2 separate regions of the Mus musculus genome follow, and region 1 is linked to region 2. The links are chromatin contacts, called in public HiChIP or PLAC-seq maps. All regions are on one chromosome and are shown on one strand. The core of a region is the stretch at or near the end of the contact, and the rest is flanking DNA. Distances in the headings are between cores, read along the strand shown. Region 1 holds the start of Akap6 (A kinase (PRKA) anchor protein 6). Region 2 overlaps Gm34894 (a long non-coding RNA gene).

What was found. HiChIP or PLAC-seq counts read pairs in DNA pulled down with a chosen protein or histone mark.
Region 1: a contact with region 2 is called in an H3K4me3 HiChIP or PLAC-seq map of bone marrow-derived macrophages, with 7 times the contacts expected there. The contact joins the promoter of Akap6 here to the enhancer-like site in region 2. A contact is called at or near these places in 3 of 39 promoter capture datasets (cranial neural crest, embryonic stem cells and hippocampal neurons), 3 of 115 datasets of contacts at active chromatin or transcription factors (astrocytes, bone marrow-derived macrophages and embryonic hindbrain) and 1 of 9 other capture datasets (embryonic stem cells).

The regions. Positions count from the first base shown.
Region 1 is chr12:52,694,958-52,701,039 of GRCm38.p6, forward strand. Akap6 (A kinase (PRKA) anchor protein 6) reads left to right here and starts at 4,426. Exons shown (of 14, transcript NM_198111.2): 1 at 4,426-4,485.
Region 2 is chr12:51,841,882-51,847,625 of GRCm38.p6, forward strand. It overlaps Gm34894 (a long non-coding RNA gene), which reads right to left. Exons shown (of 3, transcript XR_381584.4): 2 at 806-3,280; 3 at 1-100. Among named protein-coding and RNA genes, the nearest start is that of Gm34894, 7.1 kb to the right of the region's middle. Within about 2 kb of position 3,595, at least 392 of the 459 cell types and tissues checked have an H3K27ac peak or open chromatin away from gene starts, as enhancers often do. A contact at or near this core is called in astrocytes, bone marrow-derived macrophages, embryonic stem cells and 1 more, where this site is marked.

The DNA of each region.
Region 1 (6,082 bases), core at 3,176-5,675, 850 kb after region 2:
TAACCGGACTGTACTGAACTGGAATGCTGGTGTATTCATGAGGTATTTGCAAGTGGATTGACCTGCCGCTGCCTGCCAACCTGTGAACTAAACTGCTGATTTCCAGACAACACAGACAGGAGTTGCTCCAAAGAACCTTTCTAAACAGGTCCACTGCCTCCTCCACTCCTCCATATCCTTTCTTTTCCACTATCTCTGGTGGGTGGTTGGTTATAAGGAAGGTTAAAACATTTAAGATCCATCATTGAAAATCAGATTTGAAAAAGTTAAAGTTACAATAATTCTTTCTGGTAATATCTTCAGACATACTCAGATGTGGGCTTTATTAATCTCCTAGACACCTCTCAATTGAGTCAAGTTGATAGTCAAAATTAAATACGACCATGGCTTATTTAATAGTTAGCAGAAGGTATTTTGTTCCCATGCATTTCTTCCAGGACCCAGGGATACTCACAGTGTGGTTCTTCTACCCCTTAGAGACTTCGAGATTCACTGGGTTCTGTGTATCCAGCAACAAGGGAAGGAAATGAGAAGGCAGACTTACTTTTTTTTTTTTAATAGAATGATTCTCCTTTTATTTTTAAGAAGACCAAATTGACTGATCTAATAGAATTACACAGACACAGAAAACACTTAGAGTGTGCACTGGGAAGGCAGCTCAGCTGGGCAGACCCACTTTTAATCACTTTCCAAGGTACTACTTCCTCTTAGCTCCCATTCACTGGTTAGAACCAGTCTCCAGCCAACCTAAGTGGCACTAGGAGGTACCTACAAAAGTGACTTTTGGTATTAGTGAGTGACCCACCACAGTCTGTCCTGCTGACTTTTCTTTTCTCCCGTCTTCTCTGAAGAAAATACCTTTGTTGTCTCCCACAAAGAACATGTATCCCAGGTGATCTACCTAATATGCCCTGTACTCTGTATTTACACAAAAGCCTAGAAATTCATGAGTGTATGCATGTATGCACATGTATGTGGGTGTGTGTGCATGTATGTGGATGTGTGTGCACACATACATGTGCGTGGTTGCCCATATGAGTGCATGTGGAGGCCAGAGGCCAGTGTCAAGTATCTTTATATACTCTGCTTTATTTGTCTGAGACAGAGCTTCTCTCTGGCCCTGGCACTCACCATTAGGCTACATTTTTTAGATAGGAAGACTTTGGGATCCCTTTTTCTTCCCTATCCCAGCTCTTGGGAGACAGGTACAGGCTTTTAGGTGAATGCCAGGGAATCCAAAATCATGTCGTCCTGTCTGTTCACAAATGGTTTTACCCATAGTCACTCTCATTTCTTGAGAGTGAAAAGTCATCTCTGAAAGGAGCAGAAAGACAATACCTGCTGTGTCATGTGGTCTCCACTTGTTTTTTCTTTTTTTTTTTCAATACATTTCAGAGTTAGAGACACTTATCCAGCTGTTTTAATTCCACTTAAAATGATATCGTGTGCTGGAGAGCTGTCTCAGCAGTTAAAAGCATGGACTGCTCTTCCAGAGGACACAGGTTCCATTCTTAGCACCCAGCTCACCACTGTCTGTTATTACAGTTTCAGGGGATCTAATGCCCTCTTCTGGTATCTGTGGGCACCAGACACATGGTGCACACATATACATGTAGGCAAAGCACCTATGCACATGAAAAAGAAATAAAGTCATCAATACGCTGAAAAAAGTGATTTCTCACAAGTTATTTTTCAGGCCTTCCTTCTCTCTAATTTTTCAGTGTGAGGGTCTTGCTTCACTTCCCTCCTCTGACCATAGTTCTGTTCTCAAGAAGTGACGTATCTGTACCTTGTTGCCCAAAGCTGTAGTGTGGCCTCTGAAACGATCCCCTGCCCTTTAGCCTTCCTTGATCTCCTCTGCAGTGGGTGTTGTCTGCTTGGCCTTCTTCAGTCACTGGGTGACCTTGGCTGTTTCCCAAACATTTGATCCTAGAGCTTAGAATTGAGTGCTAATGGCACAAGTGTGTTAACAGTGACATTCCTAAATGCTGGCACTTCTGTTTTCCAACAGGCCATTTGTGGTGGTCTGATAAGAGTGGCCCCCATAGGCTCCTATGTTTGAATGCCTGGTCATCAGGGAGTGGCACTGCTTGACAAGGATTAGGAGATGTGGCCTTTTGGGAGGAAGTGTGTCACTGAGGGTGGGCTTTGAGGTTTCAAAAGCCCAAGCCAGTCCCAGTGTCTGTCTCTTCCTGCTGCCTATGGATCCAGATGTAGTTTAGCTAGCCTAGAATGTCAAAAATCTGACTTGATGTCAGATTTCCTGAGATGTCTGATCTTTCTCACCATGCCTAGAATCTGGAAAGGGAAACTATGGACATTTTCTCATTCTGAGAAACTGTGTTCAGGTGTGATTGAGAGAAAATGTGGATTTGTCTGTCTTAGGCTGACTTATTTTGCTAAATGTCATGATCTGTAAGTTCTTCCCACTTTCCCTGCAAATGACATAATTTCATTCTCCTTATGACTGGGTAAAATGACATTCTCTTTTATCTGTCTGTCCTGTTGGCCTGCCCTCTTCTCTTTATGGAACCTTCTCTGCAAAGGCTAATCTTGTTCTAGCTCTATGGCTTTCACCCTATTTATTTCTGGAGGCCTAAGAGTTTTTCAGGGAGGCCAGCAGTACTCTATAGCAGGCAGGGTTAATAATTATGCCAAGAAGGGTCCAACAGTCTTGACTCTGGGCCTCTTCACCCCTGCCCCAGTGAAGGAAGCCCAGCTTTGCTCTGTAACATAAAGGAAAAAAAAATTTAAATATTATTAGCAAACCATGATTATTATCTAAGTCTATCCTCCCTCAGACGAAACCCCTGAGCCCCAGAGAGGCTACTAACCCTGAATACACAGAAGGAGCTCTCGGAGGAAATACCATCACTGGTAGATTTCCTGAGCCCCAGGTCGGTGCTCTGGGCTTTGCAGTGGTTCCATGCTGACCTCTCAATGTGTGAGTACCATGTGGTCTAAGATAAGGGAGTCAAGCTCTGTTGTGCTGCTGAGTGTATACACAGGTTTTACTCTTGTTCTTCCCTTCCTTGTTCCTTATTAGGAAAAGCAAGAGCAATCATGACTTCACATCCAAGGCAGGGCTGCTCTGTGGAAGGCTGGATAGTGGCACCTCTTCTGATTTTATCAGTTTTTCTTTACAGGAGGCTGCCTGAGTTCCTTCAGAGCCTCCCCTCCAACCCCACCACCCCCTGTGCTGCTGATTAAGAGAAGTATGGGACAATTAAGAGATGATTGGACAATATAATTGTCTCATTCTGTATTAGGTTTCGGAATTTTGTGCTTTCTCAGAGCTGTAGAGACAGAATGGATGTAGGTCAGCTTGGCTGTGCCTTTCTCTGTCAGTGGCCTGCAAGCCTTAGATGAGTGAGATGGGTAGCTGGTCCACGGTTAGCTCTCCTCAGGGTCACAACATGATGCTTGTTTATGCTTCACACTGGAAAGAAAGGACTGATTTCTTTGGATTTCCTTTCCTTTCACTAACTGGAGAAATCCTCCTGGAGTCTTGTTTTAATGTGCCTGTCAGAGGTCCAGTGGGGGAGGGGAGAGAGTAATAGCCTCCTTGGTAGGCAGTCTTACAGCCTCAAAAAGAACAAAACAAACCCCAAGGGTTGTGAGTGGCAGTCACAAGAAACTTCTACAGGTCTTCCACTTGTTCCAGATTTTAACCCCAGAAGATACTTGCCTTTTGGCCATGTGTAGGAAGAGTTCTCTGTCAGATAGGGGAAGGGTCTCTAGGATCCAACCTCTTTTCACTGCTCCTGAAGGTTAAGTGGTAGCGAGTTCTCCAGCAGCAGGCTCTGTGGGGTGGTGTCTACCCGAGAACACCCTCAGGGCAGACCTAGCTGGCGGAGGCTTTGCCCATGTTCTGACGATTATTAGTCTGTGCACTTTAGAATTAGACTCACTTGGTCAGCTGTTTATTACATTTTAAATTGTTTCAAAATCCATGCTTTGTTCTTTTTCTCTTTGTCAGATGAACTAAACCTCTTTTTAATAACTTTTAAAGAGGTATCGTTACTAGCCAGGGAGAAGAGCGATCAAATTGCCTGATAGGGAACCATGAATACGAGTTTGTATTTTCTGAGTACTGAATCGACATTCCACTTGCACCTTTATTCTCTCAATGTAGAGCAGCAAACGAAGAGGTAATTTTTATTTTGTTTTCTAAAATTATTCTAAGAAATCCCCTTTTAAACTTACAGATTTTAGTCCAATGAGGAGCCCTGTTTCTTTGGACTGCATTTTGCATATTGTCTGCTTCTTACAGGGCTTTTGTATTGTCTCAGGCTCCACTGGAAATGCAGCAAGGATTCCTAGCACATCCCAGTTGCCATAGCAACAGCAGCCTTTCCCATAATGAGCTGCATCATCTGAACTGATGTCACAGCATCATGCAGCAGGTCAAACAAGGCATCTCCTAGTATTGCATCCTACAGATGTGCTGTAAACATCAAAAGGCGACGTTGGGAGCAGGAGATGGTGAGTGTTAAACGTTTGGGCCTTAATTGCGACGCTGTTTTGTTGGTTAGTCTGTGGCGTCTACTAAGGCAGGGATGGGGGGATGTTGTCTGCTTAAAATGGACTGGAGAAAGAAGGGTTGTTTTGCCTAATTCTGTTTTCAGGCTGCTGTGTTAAGACAAAGGCCTGTGAGAGTCGCATAAAAATCAAAATGCAAAGATTTCTTGCTCCGTCTCCGCCTGTTATTTTTAGTATTCTCATGAATTAAAAAAAAAAAGCACAGAAAATTTTCTATTGCAAAAGCCTAAATAAGCTCTGAAATGTGTAGTTCATTGTATTTTAACATTGTAAAGATATGTTTCTTTTTTTATGAGGCAGGGCTAATTGGTCCCATTTGCTTCTGTGATTTATGAAATATTTAGTGACTTGCAGAACGGAATTCAGTATTTACCTCCATTGGGTTTCAGATTCTTCATGGCAAGGAATGAGTGCTGAATAAGCATTTGACATAACCTTATGTGTATGTGAAAGGGGATTCTCTTGCATGTTCAAGAAATAATTTGTTAAAAACATTAAGACTGAAACCAGATGAAATTATCTATGCCTTTTGATTTGTGTGGAATCTCTTCAATTCATGTCCTCCATAGTTAAGAGGCTGAAGCTGGAGTTGCTTCCAGGCTGGTTTGTAACTGAGAGAGGAGCAAGTCTCCCCTCTGCGGCAGTTACAGTCAAGGATAACCCGGGAGAGAGACTCTGGAAAGGCCAGTGGCGCTGCCGCCCGCCCGCCCGCGGGCTCATGCTTAACTCTAGCCCCAACCCAGTGTGATGGATAAATGTCAGGGGCCTTGATGCTTGTTAGGAATGCAAATCTCTGGACCCGGAACCTCAACTCAATTCCAAAGCTCCAGATAAACATACGATGTTTACGTTTAATCCAGGGCTTGCTTTTAAGAATCGTTACTATTTTATTTGCTAAAAACCAGTCTAACAGGTCAGTATGGAACAGGGTATCATTGCCTTTTGTTTTGGGAAATGAAATGAATTTCCTTGGTGCAACTGATTGCTACTGGGGGAGAGAAAGCACATGCCCGTTCAGTTGTTCAATCTGCCGGCTTACAGTCAGGGAGTGGTCCTGTGTTTCAGTGCAGTCGAGCTGATAGTTTTTATTTATACAGTCTTACTGGAAAGAATAGCACCCCCTGAGTTGCTTGTAATTAGTTAAGATTGCTGGAGCCTAAACAGTTTAGATGGAGCCTAAAACAGATATTTCAGAGGAAGCCGGAAAAGCAACATCTCCAGCCAGCTTGCGTTGATTTTTCTCTCCTATGGAGTTGGGCACAGCGGTCCCATTAGGCACAGGCACTAGGCGGAGTGGTACAGCTCGGGGTTTAATTAGTTTGTTTACCCCACACCACACACATGCTACTCCCAGTCTTTTAAGCTTATATTGCTCGCGTGCAGCTATATGGGATGGAAGAGGTCAATTCGGCCTGGCCTTCCCACGAGCAATTAGTAGTATGGATGCTCACTGCCTGCTTTTTGTGTGTGTGACGCATAGTATGAACAGAGAGCTCTGCTGGGACCGTTGGGTGTGAACGCAGCCAAGTCAGAAGCTCTC
Region 2 (5,744 bases), core at 2,345-4,844:
TGAGCCTTACGTGCAGGAGATGTTTTGTAGAAGTATTCAATGGGACTGAGGTCCACAACAACTTTGCATTTTGTTCGTGGTTTTCTGTAATTGCCTTCATCTGTTGCAAAGAAAAAATTCCTTGATGAGGTGTACAATCAATACTTTAATTTAAAACTAACTCAGAGCACTGGGTGTGGTGGCATGAGCCACCATTCGGGAGGCAGAGGCCGGCATATCTGTGATTGGAGGACAGCCTGGTCTACACAGTGAGTTCCAGGCCTACCAGGTATAAGAAGTGAGATCCTAACTCAAAAACCAGACCAAAACAAACCAAACCAACAAAACAGAAACAAAAAACCAAAAACCAGGCAAACAGGGACAACAACAATTCAGAGTTACAGGTGGAATTCAGTGATAAGGCATTTGCCCACTATCTCTGAGGCCCTGCCTGGGTTCGATCCCTAGAATGCAGAAAACCAAACCAACTAACCAAATAAACAAAACCCCTAACCCTAACCAGATTAAAACCAATTTAATTTTAGTATGATTGTTTTTATGTAGTTGTCTCTTGCAGGAGATTTTTTTTTAAAGTTACAAATATTACACTTATGGATTTGCCTTTACCCATACTCTGTACATCATATAATTATTGTAAAATAAAGTTTCTTAAATATTGAAATTGTATCTGCTTTGCTTCAGATGCTTTTCCATTCTCAGTAGTTTTTATACAGTAATTATCTAAAGGAAAGTGGCTTAGTGGAAGGACTGAATGGGCTTTTATCAGAAACCTAGTATCCACTAATGGCTTTTAGCCAAGACTGACTTTGTGATCCGGATTAAGCCATTGAGTTGCTGTCCTGGCTTCAGGGTCCTCGCCTCATTTGTGGAGAGAATGCATCTAGCAGCAGATCTGTCTCACTCCTCCAGGTTCCCCATGGACTACGGAGGCTTTTGTCATTCTAGTCAGTAAGAGCACGTTCTGAAAGGAGGTCAAAAGCTTGATGATATGTCAACAACAATGATAAAAATAATTAGGATTAAATAAAAACTATGAAATGTACTTCAGGACGATCCACTGTTGTTTGCAATAGACTGTGATAAGAACAAAAATTCTTCATCGCTCAAATTGCTTTCTGGGGACATTTCTACAAAAAAAAATCAACTCAAAGAAATCTCTGATTGCTCAACAATACAGTATACATCAGCTGAAGGTGAATTCATTTTAAAAAATACACTCATAGCTTTCCAACAGGGAGGAGACATAGATGATTCTCCAAAATAGGTGTAATCTGTTATTTTAATGTCTGTTTCATTGGGTCTGATGTTGACTCTTTCTATCAGGTTTTAGTTTTTGAGAGACAAACTTTGGTGATAGAGCCCAGAATAGCCCTGAATTCTCAATGCTCCCACATCAACTTCCTGTGTGATTTTTTTTTTAATGGACCAGATATTGACTTTTAAGAGATAGATAGGGCCAGAATCATCTAGAGTCTGCAGCCCCCCCGGTGAGCTAGATACTCTATTTCAGGGCTAGCAGCGGAACTCAATGGCAGCGCACTTACACCTACCTAGACCTCTAAGTCCTGGCTCTGATACCTGGAACTGAAAAAAATACCTATTGTGTGTCAGAATGCTGTCCCAGCACACAGCTGGCTCAGAAGGAAGGACTGACTACAAAGCAAGTTCTTGGCCAGCCTGGGCTTCATGCAGTCAGGCTGCACAATGAGCAAAAATGAAAACTAAATGGGATAGGGAAGGGGAGAAGGAAGTGGGAGAATAGAGGGGAGTAGGGTTGGGAAGAGAGGCCCTTAGCCTCTGGAGGAGGCAGCATTTACACTCTGAAGCTGGTGGTTCATTATTCAGAAGATGAACTTTGGTGTTTTACTCCTGTCCACATTGGAAGAAGCATTGTCTATACTCAGGTGTTTGGAACTGCTGAGGCCGGTGTGTTCCCTAAATATTAATGAACGGGCACGTGTAATGTCCATGAGCATAATTTAACTATGAAGTGATTCTCCTTCTTAAAGAGCTCACAATGTCTTACTCAGTCTTGGAGAAGGGCAGCTGGACCGACAGCGATCTTAACGACTACAGAATTTTCCCTATGTGGGCCGGAGGGGTGGGGGTGGGGAGGGATAATTCAGTGACAGCGTGCTTGCCTAGCAGGCAAGCTTCCCTGGCTTCAGTCCCCATCTGCAAAGCAAAACCAAACAAATGTTCCTATGATCCTATCTTATCAGTAGACGGCTAGCCTTCTCTTCCTCTCTGCTAGCCACTCAAAAACATCTTTTTTACCACTAGGGAGGAAGGGAATCAAATATTGCTCTTTCACACTTAGGAGCTGCTTTCTATGGGAAGCTTGCTCTCCTAAGCCAAAGCAAGCTGCCCTTTCATTAGTGGTCTGACATCTTATTAGCAAACAAAATTGCTTAAGGCTTTGTCTTAGTGTCATTGTTCCATCTGGACTCAAGACGCAGCAAACCTAGCTTCAACCAACAGAAGGAACTCGATGTACTTAGATGTACTCGATAGTCACAGGCTTCAAGATCTGAGTAAGACATGTTTATTCTTGAAAGAATCCACTGAAATCCCTCCTTCTCGACTATTAGTTTTCCTCCTATAACCTGTGTGAAGTCGTGGGGGGATTTTTCTCGCCCCCACCCTGCAGTTTTCAGTGTCAGAAAACAAAGCACAGAATCTTCTCATAGTGGTGTCTTCAATAAGCCTAACATGCAACATCAATTAAATTACAGATTATTTTAGTACTAAGACAGTTCCGTTTCCTCTTTGGCCTGTTTTACGGAGGAAAAAGTACCTGCTCCAATCAGAGATTGATTTCTGATGGGTAAACAGAAACACGTTAGGGGGACTAGTTTTAGTTCTTAAATTCCAGTTCACAAAATGAGCCCCACCCCCACCCCCCGCAGGGCCAATGCTTCAGCTCGGCTCTTCCTTTTCTTCCTAAACAGAGTCGAGAGCTTGCTTGTAGCCTCCTTTTTCTTTGGAATACTCCCCTTCCTTGTCCACCTCCTCCCAGCCTGGCGCAGCGCTCGGAAGGCAGGACTTTGGGAAAGTCGCGCCTTTCTAAAGGAGTGGGTGCTGTTTACAGGCTCCGGCTGCTGGCCCCGAAGGTGACTGGAGTCAAATGTAAACCTGGCGTTTATCTCTCGCAGTCAAACATGTTGTGCAACCGGGAGCAGTGGGCACTGTGTGAAAGGTTGTTCCGGCAGCAGCCCCAGGTTCAGGATTACTCAGCTCTTCACCCTGAGCTATGTGGGACCAAGATACTGGAGGTCACCTGTGATGGAAAGACCAACGGGCCAATGAGAGGAACCAGGAGGCGGGGAAACAGTTCTTGGCAAACATTGCGGCACAGGGCAGGACATCTGAAGGAAAGTTGTTTTGTGACCTTTATTGTTTCCCATGAAAACTTTCTCAGGCATGAAACCTTAGAAGTCAGAGCAGTTTCTGGCAATACTGGTTTATTGGGGGGCCAAAACATGCTTTTTTGTAAAAGCCATTTTTCTTCTTTTTCTTGAGTCAAGATCCATCATCCCATGCAGCCCAGGGTACCTGAGAGCTGAGAATGACCTTGAACTCTTGGTCTTGCGGCCACCCCCCATTGACAGGCATGTTCTGCCAGACCCAGCTAACAGTCTGTTTTCCTTTGGTAGTAAAATGTTTAACTATTAAAAAGAACATCATCAGGCCAGTCACCCATGCTTTGTATCCTGTGAGGCTGAGACAGGAGGCCTGAGAGTTTGAAACCTGAATTTGTATTTCTTTTTTCTTTCTTTCTTTTTTTTGGAGGGGGGTGTGGGCTTTTGAGACAGGGTTTCTCTGTGTAGCCCTGGCTGTCCTGGAACTCACTCTGTAGACCAGGCTGGCCTCGAACTCAGAAATCTGCCTGCCACTGCCTCCCAAGTGCTGGGATTAAAGACATGCGCCATCACTGCCTGGCTTGAATTTGTATTTCCAAAAACCAAATACAAATACCTAAACAAAACAACAGAAGAAAAATATAAGGAGAGATGTTTAAAATCCATTTTGCTAAGAACCAGCTCTATTATGGCTGAGGTCATCATATGCTTATTAGTTTTTGTCACTTTTGTTTTGGTAACTTAAAAGCCTTTTCTCCCTTACCATATTTTAAGCACTTAAATAATATTCTATTCATCATATTTTATAACAGGACTTTCTATAGACCTGCCAGCTATATAAATAATGTCAGAGGTTTGTTAATATTTTAAAGCTCAGGCCTTAGCTGGCAGTCTTGCAAGGACTCTATCCTGATTAATTCTGGCCTGCATCCTGCCCCATGGCCAGTTCTACCTTTCCGCCAGGGCTCTCAGTCCACCTCCGCACGTGCTGCTGAATCTCCTGTGTCCCAACTCTTCTCCCAGCGTCCCTATCTCCTACCTTCCACTTCCTGCTCAGCTATGGGCCTTCATTAAAGCCGATGAGATACAATTCTAGACTGCCTTAGGCAGGTGAGGGAGAACAAATATTTACAAAATATGAGACCAGTGATGGGCCAAGGAAATAACAATACCAGATCCTGCTAATGTTTAGCTCTCTGCAAGCACAGCATTAACACTTGAATATACAGAGAGACACACCTTCACATGATGAATCGCAACAATGTTTCACTTTAATAATTCACCCAAATAGATTGCTTTCATTCTGTTTCTATACATAACACCCAAATGAACATAGTTGAAATAAAGCTTCCTATAAGAAAAGTTGTAAGTTCAGTGCCTTATAACACATATAAAACCTATGTAAAGCTGGGGTGTGTGTGTGATGGCAAATGCCTTTAATCCTAGTGTTTGGCAGGTGGATCTCTGAGTTCAAGGCCAGCCTCGTCTACAGAGTGAGTTCCTGGACAGCTAAAGCTACACAGAGAAACCCTGTCTAGAAAAATAAGACAAAACCCCAACTTAACATACAGAATATATGGAGCCGGGCTTGATGGTGAATGGCTCTGATGCATGCTTCAAAGGAGAAGGTGATGTCGGAGGAACGGGAAGGAGTTCCAGGTTAGCCTTGCCTACATAGCAGTTTTGAGACTAGGCAGAGCTACATGAGACCCCGCCTTAAAAACAAACAAGCAAAAAGGTATATCTGAGTAGCTCCAAGAACAATAACAAAGAAACAGGAGAGGGGTCACACCAACTCACAAAATAAAACATCTCTCGTAACCCGGAAGTCCGCCTCTTGCTTTCCCTCACATCCTTCTTCTTCCACACCGATAACCGACAGCCTAAACGTTTTGTTTACCACATAAATGTTCTGGGTATTAGTTTCCCCTCAGTTAGAATCTGGTTGATGGGGAGAAGGCTTCGGGTTAGAAATGAACAGGACTCTGCCGAGGGCTTGAGTTCTGTTCCTAGCATCCACACTGAGCGGCTCACAACTGCCTGTAACTCACTTCCAGAGGTACTGACTCCTCCTCCCAAGTACCTGCACTCATGTCCACAAACCCACACTTAGATACATATACCTATTCATAATTAAAAATAAATCTTGCCAGGCGTGCGCACACCTTTAATCCCAGCACGCGGGAGGCAGAGGCAGGCGGATTTCTGAGTTCGAGGCCAGCCTGGTCTACAGAGCGAGTTCCAGGACAGCCAGAGCTATATAGAGAAACCCTGTCTCAAAAAAAATAAAATAAAATGAAATAAAATAAATCTTGCCAGGCGTGCGCTCGCCTTTAATCCCAGCACGCGGGAGGCAGAGGCAGGCAGATTTCTGAGTTCCAG